Linked DNA regions of Macaca mulatta: region 2 is linked to region 1. A link is a contact called in public Hi-C data. All regions are on one chromosome and are shown on one strand. The core of a region is the stretch at or near the end of the contact, and the rest is flanking DNA. Distances in the headings are between cores, read along the strand shown. Region 1 holds the start of TAF8 (TATA-box binding protein associated factor 8). Region 2 holds the start of FRS3 (fibroblast growth factor receptor substrate 3).

The links. A called contact is a pair of places that touch in the nucleus more often than the background predicts.
Region 2: a Hi-C map of fetal cortex germinal zone shows a contact between it and region 1, with 5 times the contacts expected there. The contact joins the promoter of FRS3 here to the promoter of TAF8 in region 1. A contact is called at or near these places in 7 of 14 Hi-C or Micro-C datasets (CD4 T cells, blood, cortical neurons and 3 more).

Annotation. Positions count from the first base shown.
Region 1 is chr4:140,109,591-140,114,043 of T2T-MMU8v2.0, forward strand. TAF8 (TATA-box binding protein associated factor 8) reads right to left here and starts at 1,912. Exons shown (of 9, transcript XM_015136339.3): 1 at 1,849-1,912; 2 at 925-1,081. The coding sequence starts at 1,893. It also overlaps a transcript of CCND3 not described here.
Region 2 is chr4:140,393,973-140,398,425 of T2T-MMU8v2.0, forward strand. It overlaps FRS3 (fibroblast growth factor receptor substrate 3), which reads left to right and starts at 1,779. Exons shown (of 7, transcript NM_001266191.1): 1 at 1,779-1,809; 2 at 3,727-3,856. PRICKLE4 (prickle planar cell polarity protein 4) reads right to left here and starts at 1,506. Exons shown (of 7, transcript XM_077999984.1): 1 at 792-1,506; 2 at 105-276. The coding sequence starts at 269.

The sequences.
Region 1 (4,453 bases), core at 662-3,161:
ATTCCAGCTACTTGAGAGGCTGTGGCAGGAGAATTGCTTGAACCCAGGAGGCGGAGGCTGTAGTGAGCTGAGATTGTGAAACTGCAGCACCCCAGCCTGGGCAACAGAGTGAAACTCTTTTGTCTCAAAAAAAAAAAAAAGTGGCTTTTCCCCTTCATTCTTTGTATCACACAATCTAGCATTTGATTACATAATGTGATGATATCTATTGCATGGGGAATTAGCCCTGACTCCCCAACAAAAGTCCTTAAGGGCACCCATAACTCACCAAGAGCTTATAATCTCCCCAGCACTGAATGTTTTATATATATATCTCACTTACATTTGCAACTCCATGAGGTACAAACTGTTATCTCATTTCACAAATGAGGAAATTGAGGTTCAGGAGATTCAGTGGCTTGCCCAAGCTATTAAGTGACAGAGTGATGATGTACACCCAAGTCTATCTGATTCTAAAGCCCGTAAGTCACTTCATTATGCTCTTTTCTGTTTTTGTTGTTGGGGACGGAGCCTCACAGGCTGGAGTGCAGTGGTAAGATCTCAGTTTACTGTAACCTCTGCCTCCCAGATTCAAGCAATTCTCCTGCCTCAGCCTCCCGAGTAGCTGGGATTACAGGCACCAGCCACCACGCCCAGCTAATTTTTTTTTGTATTTTTTAGTAGAGACGGGGTTTCGTCTTGAACTCCTGACTTCAGGTGATTCACCCACCTTGGCCTCCCAAAGTACTGGGATTACAGGCGTGAGCCACCGCGCTCAGCCCATTATGCTCTTTTCTCAACTTTTTACATTAAAAAAAATTTTTTTTCTCCCCTCTTAAGAAAAAAGTTTATCTTTTTCTTAAATCCTCTCAAACACTATCACAAAGCAGGGCACTGAACTGATGTTGGGGTTGACTCCAAGGACTAGTGTTTCTGTGTACTCACAGCTCTGCAGCATCTCTGTCAGCGTTTCCACGGATGCTTTCTCAGCACTCTCAAACCCTGCCTCTGTCAGCAAGGAGCTCACAACCACCTGCAGGGTTCTCCTCCGGGCCAGATGATAGTTATCGGCAGGGTTAGTGGACTGTTTACTTCCCGATCTCTGTGAAGCAGCAGCCCAGAAAGATTTTCATCCACAGGAGAAGGATGCAATCACATAGTTCATACGTGGTCAATGGCAAACAAAGTTCTTTTACTACTTTTATTTTAAAAATCAGTGCTTAATGTTTAGATTTACAGATCTTGGCCAACTGAGTAAAAATTGAGCACCCAAGGTGCTTTAAATACAGAGACTACTTTTCCGCCCACCTAAAAAGTACGGTCCCAATGAGATAAAATAGCAGGTCTTTTACTTTCTACTTTAGCAGATTATTAGAATACACAGCTGAAGAAACACGCATGATGGGATTAAGACCTGTCCCCCAGAAAAAATAGGATCCCTCTCTTGTGCCCCCCATCTTCACACCATTTCATTGAAAGGGAAAATGAAAACAGTAACAAGAGGTGACGGCGAGGAGGACAAAAGAAAACAGCACGAAAAAGTAAGAAAGCTAAATGTTTTGAAACGGGAATGCCTTTCAACTTTGGCCGGCCAATAAGAAGGCGAAAATGGCATGTTCGGACCAATCAGGGGGTGTTCCGGGTTCCCAACCCCCAACAGCAAAGGAGCCAATCAAGACACAGGTCCGCCAACTCCGGCGGCCGCAGCCAAGTCCCAGGGAGGGGGCGCGTACGGCCTGAAAAGACCCTCCGCCAGTCGGAGCTCATGATGGGGCTGGATTTATGGGGCCTAGCTTGTTGCTCAGTCTAGGGGAATGTTGCAGGATACCCAAACTCTCTCGGCTCCGGGTCCGCGCTTCTTGCCCTTACCGTTCCAGAGCCGCCGGCCCCAGCTGTGGCCGCCGCGTCGGCCATCTTGCTCTGGCGTAGTGTGCGCGAGCGCGGGGCGCGATGGGACTTGTAGTCGCGGGGCGGGACGGGGCGGGGCGGCGTGCGCCCCTTGGTTTTCCGAAGCCCAGTCGGTTGGGGGACGCCTGCGGTGACCCCGGCTCACGTGACTTTTTTTTTTTTTTTTTTTTTTTTTTTTTTTTTTTTAAGATAACAGAGTCTTCTCTGTCTCCCAGGCTAGAGTGCAATGGCGCGATCGCCACCTCCCGGGCTCAAGCGATCCTGCCGCCTCAGCCTCCGGAGTAGCTGGGATTACAGGCGGGCACCACCACGCCCCGCTAGTTTTTGTATTTTTAGTAGAGACCGAATTTCGCCATGTTGGCCAGGCTGGTCTCGAACTCCTGGGCTCAAGCAATCCGCGGCCTCGGCCTCCCAACGTGCTGGGATTACAGGCTTGAGCTACCGCACCCGCCTCACGTGACCTTTTGAAAGTGAAGTGTTCTGGGGCCTTCAGTGGCTTGGTTGTGGACCGGGAAAACGCGCTGGGTTTCACTGAGTTAAAAGAAACCTATTTTAATATGAAAATCGGTTCTTGTAAAGAGCACACTCCTGGAAGGACCCAGGAGGTCAACTACACTTGCAGGGTTTTCCAAACTTGTCTGATTATTAGCAACACCTGGCTGGGTCCAGCCCAATCCCAGTGACTTCACTCTGTGGAAGAGGGACTTGGGAATCTTTCTCATTAAGGAGCTCCCCAGATGATTCTCCTGAGCAGGTAATGTTGGGAAACACTGGAGCATCCAGCTTCGTGATTTTGTGCTGAGGGCCGCCCAGCCTGTCAATGGCCCACTTGGAGTAGAGCCTGGACTACCTACTCCAAGTCTGTCGCTGCATCCTGCTGCCTTCGCGCCCTCAACCCGCAAGTATTTGCGAGGCAAGTCTGGGTGGGGCGGGAGACTTGTCCCTTGCCGCCTCACTCCCAGGGCGTGGGGTGCCCGCGGCTGCCAGTTGTTTTCTACCTGGCCTGTCAGCCCCTCTGGCTGCACCGTAATCGTCCCCATTTGCAGTTGCCTGGCAGGACGCAGACTCTGGGTTTGAATCCTAACACTAGCCAGCTGTGGTACTTCGGGCACTTGACCTAATCCTCAGTGTGTCTCAGTTTCCTCTTCTGTAAAACTGGGGGTAAGATGGGATGATACACAGAAAGGGTCTGTCATAGTGCCTGACGTGTAGTAAGAGTCAAGAAATTGGCCGGGCGCGGTGGCTCACGCTTGTAATCCCAGCACTTTGGGAAGCCGAGGCGGGTGGATCACCTGAGGTCAGGAGTTCGAGACCAGCCTGACCAACATGGTGAAACCCTGTCTCTACTAAAAGTACAAAAAATTAGCCGGGCGTGCTGGCAGGCGCCTGTAGTCCCAGCTACTCCGGAGGCTGAGGCAGGAGAATCGCTTGAATCCGGGAGGCGGAGGCTGCAGTGAGCCGAGATCGCGCCACTGCACTCCAGCTTGGGCGACAGAGGGAGACTCCGTCTCAAGAAAAAGAAAAAGAAATCGCTCCTCATGATTTTGTTTACTTCCTGGATAGCACGTGGAGGAGTTGCGAACGCCAGGAGGCAGCGGTCTGGGAACCCGTGCCGCCCCGGCCGGTCGCCCACACTGAGCCTCTGTGGCGCCCCGCCCCCTCACCTATGCCGTGTGGGGCGGGGGCTGCGGGCGGGGGTTTGCGGCGCCGGATGAGCCTCCTGGTCTCGCCGAGGATGTGCAGGGGGTGGAGGGGTCGGGCCGGGGACTGAAACTTGGCTGAGCAGAGCACCAGCCCCTTTGTCTCCTCCGCCCCCTCTTCCCCACTTCCTGCCCAGCTCGGGATCGGCGGCGCGGCGCGGACTTTGTAAACACTTCGCCCCTGCAGGGGTGGAGACTGGCTCTGTTCGGACGCCGGGGAGAGAGGTGCAATCCCCTCCTCGTGGCTGGTGGTTGCGACCACCCCAACTCCCCAAAGGCAGGCACCAGAGGCGGCGGGAGAGAGCGCCGACGACCCCAGTTGGTGCTCCGGGGAGCTCACCTGCCGAGGAGGTAGGCTTGGGGGCTGGAGAAACCGGGGTAGATGGGATGTCAGCTCAGGCATGTCAGACCATGCGTTGGGGATCGGCGCTGGGTGGGTCAACGGGGTCGCTGCATCATCACTTCCCAGTTGGCACCCAAAGCTTGGCTAACTTTCCCACTGAGGGAGATGTTCTGCACGGAGTTGAAGGGCAGAGAAACCCCCAAAGGCCCTGAGCCGTCTGTATGTACACACATCGGCACAACCCCCTCCAGCTGATCTGGAAGCCCCGTGGCTTTACCGAGCTGTTGCTCTTCTCGTGCCTCAAAGATGGGGTGGAAGGCCTCTAGGAGGGCAGACCAGTGTGGATGGGGAGTCTGTGGGTGCTCTGACCAGTGCACCGGGGTGAAACTGGAGGGAGGAACCCCTCAGTGGTGTCTGATTGGTACATAGGTGATGATCTTAGCCTCCTCTGTGTCTCTTGAAGTGTCAACAAGAGGAATAACTGAATACATTGGTTGCTGTTATTAAGGGAGCATTAAGTTAT
Region 2 (4,453 bases), core at 529-3,028, 280 kb after region 1:
AGTTAATATTGCTTCCCAGCACTGAACCCTCCTCAGCACTGCCCCTCCACTCCCACTTCAAATGTCCTGTGCCACCCTTCCCTCCTTCCTGGCTTCACACCCACCTGCTTCCTTCCTCTTCTGTCCCTCAGGTCAGGCTTCCTGTGGAAGGTGGCCAGGATGGGCTGTTCACACCCGGAGTAGCCACTAACAGCACTGCCCCTGCTCCAGGCAGCAAGAAAGGAGGGAGCATCTGGGGCCCCAGGAGAATGACTTGCACCCTCTTCCATTTTAGCTCTAGTTTGCATGGAATTGTCCAACACAGAAACAACGCTCAGAAATCAGGCCTCTACTCCTCACCCTTCCATCTCCCCAAAGGCAGCCAGACTCCACCTCCACCTAGCACTGGGACACCCTTACTAACAGGCCAGCTGGATTCCCTCCATAATTCCCTTCCCCCTCCCACCTCAGATAAGGGACAGAGCTGAATCCCTTGTCTTGCCTCTGTGCAGGTGCAAGAGGGCTCAGGAGCTGGACATCCCCAACCCCCGCTGCCCTGAAGGGCAGAGCCCGAGAGGACTTAGGGCTTGGGGAGGTGGAGGGATGGGAAGATTTCTGGGGACAGTGGGAGGGAGAAGGAAGGGGAGTGCCCGGTCCCGCCGAGTGCCCTCTCGGTAGATCCCCAAAGCTTTTCTAGAACTTGGCGGGCCCGCCTCCGGGGCTGGGACGCGGAGTTTCCCGAGTCCGCTGGGCTTCCGGGTCTGGCTGCTGGGATTTTAGGGGAGTGGACCAGGACTTGGCTGGGGTCTCACCATCGCTGTGCGTCGCTGTCCGGGCAGTTCTGGACCGACTCTGCCGTCAGGCCCCTCACCCAGACCCCACCCGAAGGCGTCAGCGCCCGCCCCCGTCCGCCCCCGCCGGCCCCCGCCCTCACTAACAGCGCGGCCCTTCCTCTCCCACGCCCCAGGGGTCCCCGCTCGCCCCTCCCCTGCTGGTGGAGAGGGGCGGCTCAGGGAGGGGCCTGGAGCTGCAGATTGGGGGCGGGGGGGAAAGCAAAACAAAACCACATTTGTGGGATCTCAGGGTGGAAATGTGCGGGCTCCACGGCCTCTGCCATGCAGGTGCAGGGGCTCAGGCTGGGACTGCGCCCGGCGGGCATCCAGTAGACGCCGGGAGCCGCGTTTACGCTGGGTTCTCAACCACTCGCTGAATGGAAACGACTCGCCGGGCGCGCAGCCCTGTCCCTCTGCAGTTCCCAGGTCTCCCCAAACTCTCCCTCTGGTCTCCCAGCCCCGCCCCTCCGCGTGTTTCCCTTCAGTTCTCTCCCCCTTGTCTCCAGTGGTCCCCCTGGCCCCTTCCCCTCCCCTCAGCCCTCTTCCGGGTTACATCGTCTTGCCTGTCTCCCTTCAGGTCCCTTCAGACCCTCTCCCCTTCCCTTCGTTTCTCGCCCAACCCTCCATCCCCTTTTCGCTCGCTGCAGCACCCCCAACTTTGGTGTCCTCAGCCCCGCCTCTGCGCCCCGCCTCCGCCGCAGGCTCCGCCCTTCCCCCCCGCCGGGCTTTCTCAGCCCCTGGCCAGGAGCGCCCTCTAGCGTCTGCGCATGCTCACTGCTCCCGACTGCAAAGTCCTCCAAAGGGACCTTCTAGGCTGCGTGCCGGTCGCCCCCGCTCGGGTCCGCCCGCCCGCAGCGTCTCGTTGGTGCTGCCGGTGACCTCCGACCCCGCGGCCGCGGGGCGGGGCGGGGCGGGGAGGCCTTAGCTCTGGGCGGGCGGCGGCTGCTGCAGCGGGACCCGGGAGCGGGGCCCGGCGCCGCCCGGGCCGCGGGGCGATGTGAGTCGGGGCGCGGCGGGGCGGGGACGAGGCGGCTTCACCGAGGCCGCGTCGCGCCGCGCCGCAGTCTCCACTCCCTCCCTAGGAAGCCCCGGGCAGGCGGGCGGCGGAGCACCGGGGCTGGGGGCGGGGATCCGGGGAGAGCGCGCACCCAGACCTCTTCATTCCTTACGGGCGTCTAGAAATTCCCCTGACAGTCCTGCAGACTCTGGCTCCCCTAACCCACCTCTACCCTTTCCGCCCTGGACACACCATCGCATCTCCTGGAGCCCTCAGAACCCCCTCACTCGCTCAGCAAATCTGCTATGCGCACGGACCCAACATTTCTCTTGGATGCCCCCAAATGCTTCCACTGCCCGGAAATTCCTAGGATCCCTCATATCCGTATTCTCCTTGCACTATCCAAAATGCCCACATCCAAAATTCTTGCTCATGTTTCCCCAAACGTCCTCATACGTTTTCAGCCCCCACACCCCATCTAACTCCTGCCCCTGATCATACCTATCCAAGACCAGAGGCCTCTCGCCATTTCCACTCAATGCAGTCCTTCCTCAGTGAGCTATGTGGTCCATCCTGATATCTTAAGGAGAAGAGATGGTGATAGGGAAGTGCAACCCCTCCCCCATCTTGCACCCTAGAGTTCTTGGTGCCCCCACCCTCCCCCCACCCCGTCTGTGGCTCAAGCCCCAGTATTTTCCCAGCAACCTGTCTTTAGTCCTTGCACACCTCCCTGAGCCTGCTTCTTCCTTCCAGAAAATAAGCCAGACCAAGGGGATGGGGTCCTTTTACCTGGAAGTTGTCCAAGGTTGCAGGGTGCAAGGGGCCCTGGGAAGTATTGTTTCTCCAGAGCAGGAATGTGGAATGTCCAGGGGTCTGCAGGGTCCTGGCTTGTTGACGTGTTTACCTTGGGCTCAGAGGCCCTGAAATTTTGGCTTACTGTTAACATTTATGTTGAAATTAGACCTTTCAGAGCTTGGGGAGCAGAAAATCTATCAAGCTTCCAAATGCGAAATTGAAGCAGCCTGTCTTGGAAGAGGAACATGTCAATTTTAGTGATGTTTGTCTTACATTTTTGCCTTACAAGTTATTTAAGCTAGAAGCTCCCCAGTTTATAGATGGTTTCCCCAAAAACTAAGACCTTAGGTGGGAGTTGGGGGGTTGACTTAAGTCTCCCAGATACTTAGTAGCAACAAAACTGACCGGAATATTGGTTTCCTGAATCTTAAACCAGTGCTCTCTCTACTATATCACAGTGTCCTTTTGAGAAAGCTCTTTGTAGAGTTAAAGTTCTCTGCAAAGGTAAGGTGATGGTTTTGATGTTTGTTGTAACAGGACTCAGAGGGAGACACCTAAAGTGACTTAAAAGGCCTTGGCCAGGCGTGGTGGCTCACACCTGTAATCCCAGCACTTTGGGAGGCTGTGGCGGGTGGATCACAAGGTCAGGAGATCAAGACCATCCTGGCTAAGATGGGGAAACCCTGTCTCTACTAAAAAAAAAAACAAAAAAATTAGCCGGGCGTGGTGGCGGACGCCTGTAGTCCCAGCTACTGGGGAGGCTGAGGCAGGAGAATGGCGTGAACCCAGGAGGCAGAGCTTGCAGTGAGCTGCGATCGCGCCACTGCACTCCAGCCTGGGTGACAGAGTGAGACTCCGTCTCAAAAAAAAAAAAAAAGAAAGGCTTTGGGTTGTCTTAGACTTCAAACTCATTGATGCTCTGGGAGTCTGTCCCTCTCAGGGCCCATGGGGCTTGGAATTTGTGCTCTCTTTGCCCTTGATTTTACTTTCTTCATTGGTGTTTTTGTCCCATTAGGGCTGAAACACATATCCAGGTGGGATGGACTGCCAGGTCAGTTTAATTAACAGTTGGGGGTGAAGATAGAAGGTTTTATTAATCAGTGTCTCTGTTTCCTATGCTAGGTGAGCCCCAGGTGTATCCCAGAGGGATCCAGGTGACTTCTCTGCAGACTGTTTGCCATGACAGCCCAGCAAGGACAGGGGGAATAAAGTGGGAACCCTTCCCCATGCCCTTCCCAATGGCCTGGGTGAGGTAAGAGCTGTGTATAGGAGTCAGTTTTATGGCGTTTCCCAAGTTGGGAGGAACAGAGGATACAGGTCACCTGGTTATTCAAAGCTTTACCATTCAGCAGGAGTTCTAGAAGGATAGCCAATCCTACAGACTCATTTCTTGTGACAAGTTGCAACCCCTTAAAACTTCTGCTTGGTATTGGTCCATGCGTTTCTTGTTCCCTTAGGTCATTCAGGCCTGGGTGGTGTCCTCTTCATTCTAGGCACAGCCCTGACTGTTGTGACATATCATCCAAGTACCAGAATCCTGGAGGGAAGAGCCAAATAGTAACGCCTCTGGTCTCCCCTTCAGACAAAGGGAAGCAAACCCAGCATTTTGTGTGTGTGAAGAAATATCCAATTCAGGTTATTAAAATTGTGCACAGTTTTAAATGTTCAGTCTTCCGAATGTATCTTTTTGATCACAATGTAACAACTCATTTGAAGAGGATATCAAAAAGATAAATTTGCGCTGGATGTTGGGATGGTAGTAAGGGAGAAGAGAGAACTTGGATGAAGTGGAATGGATGAGCTAAAAAGGGAGGAAAAAAGAGACAGGTACAGGCCAAAGTGTCTGATA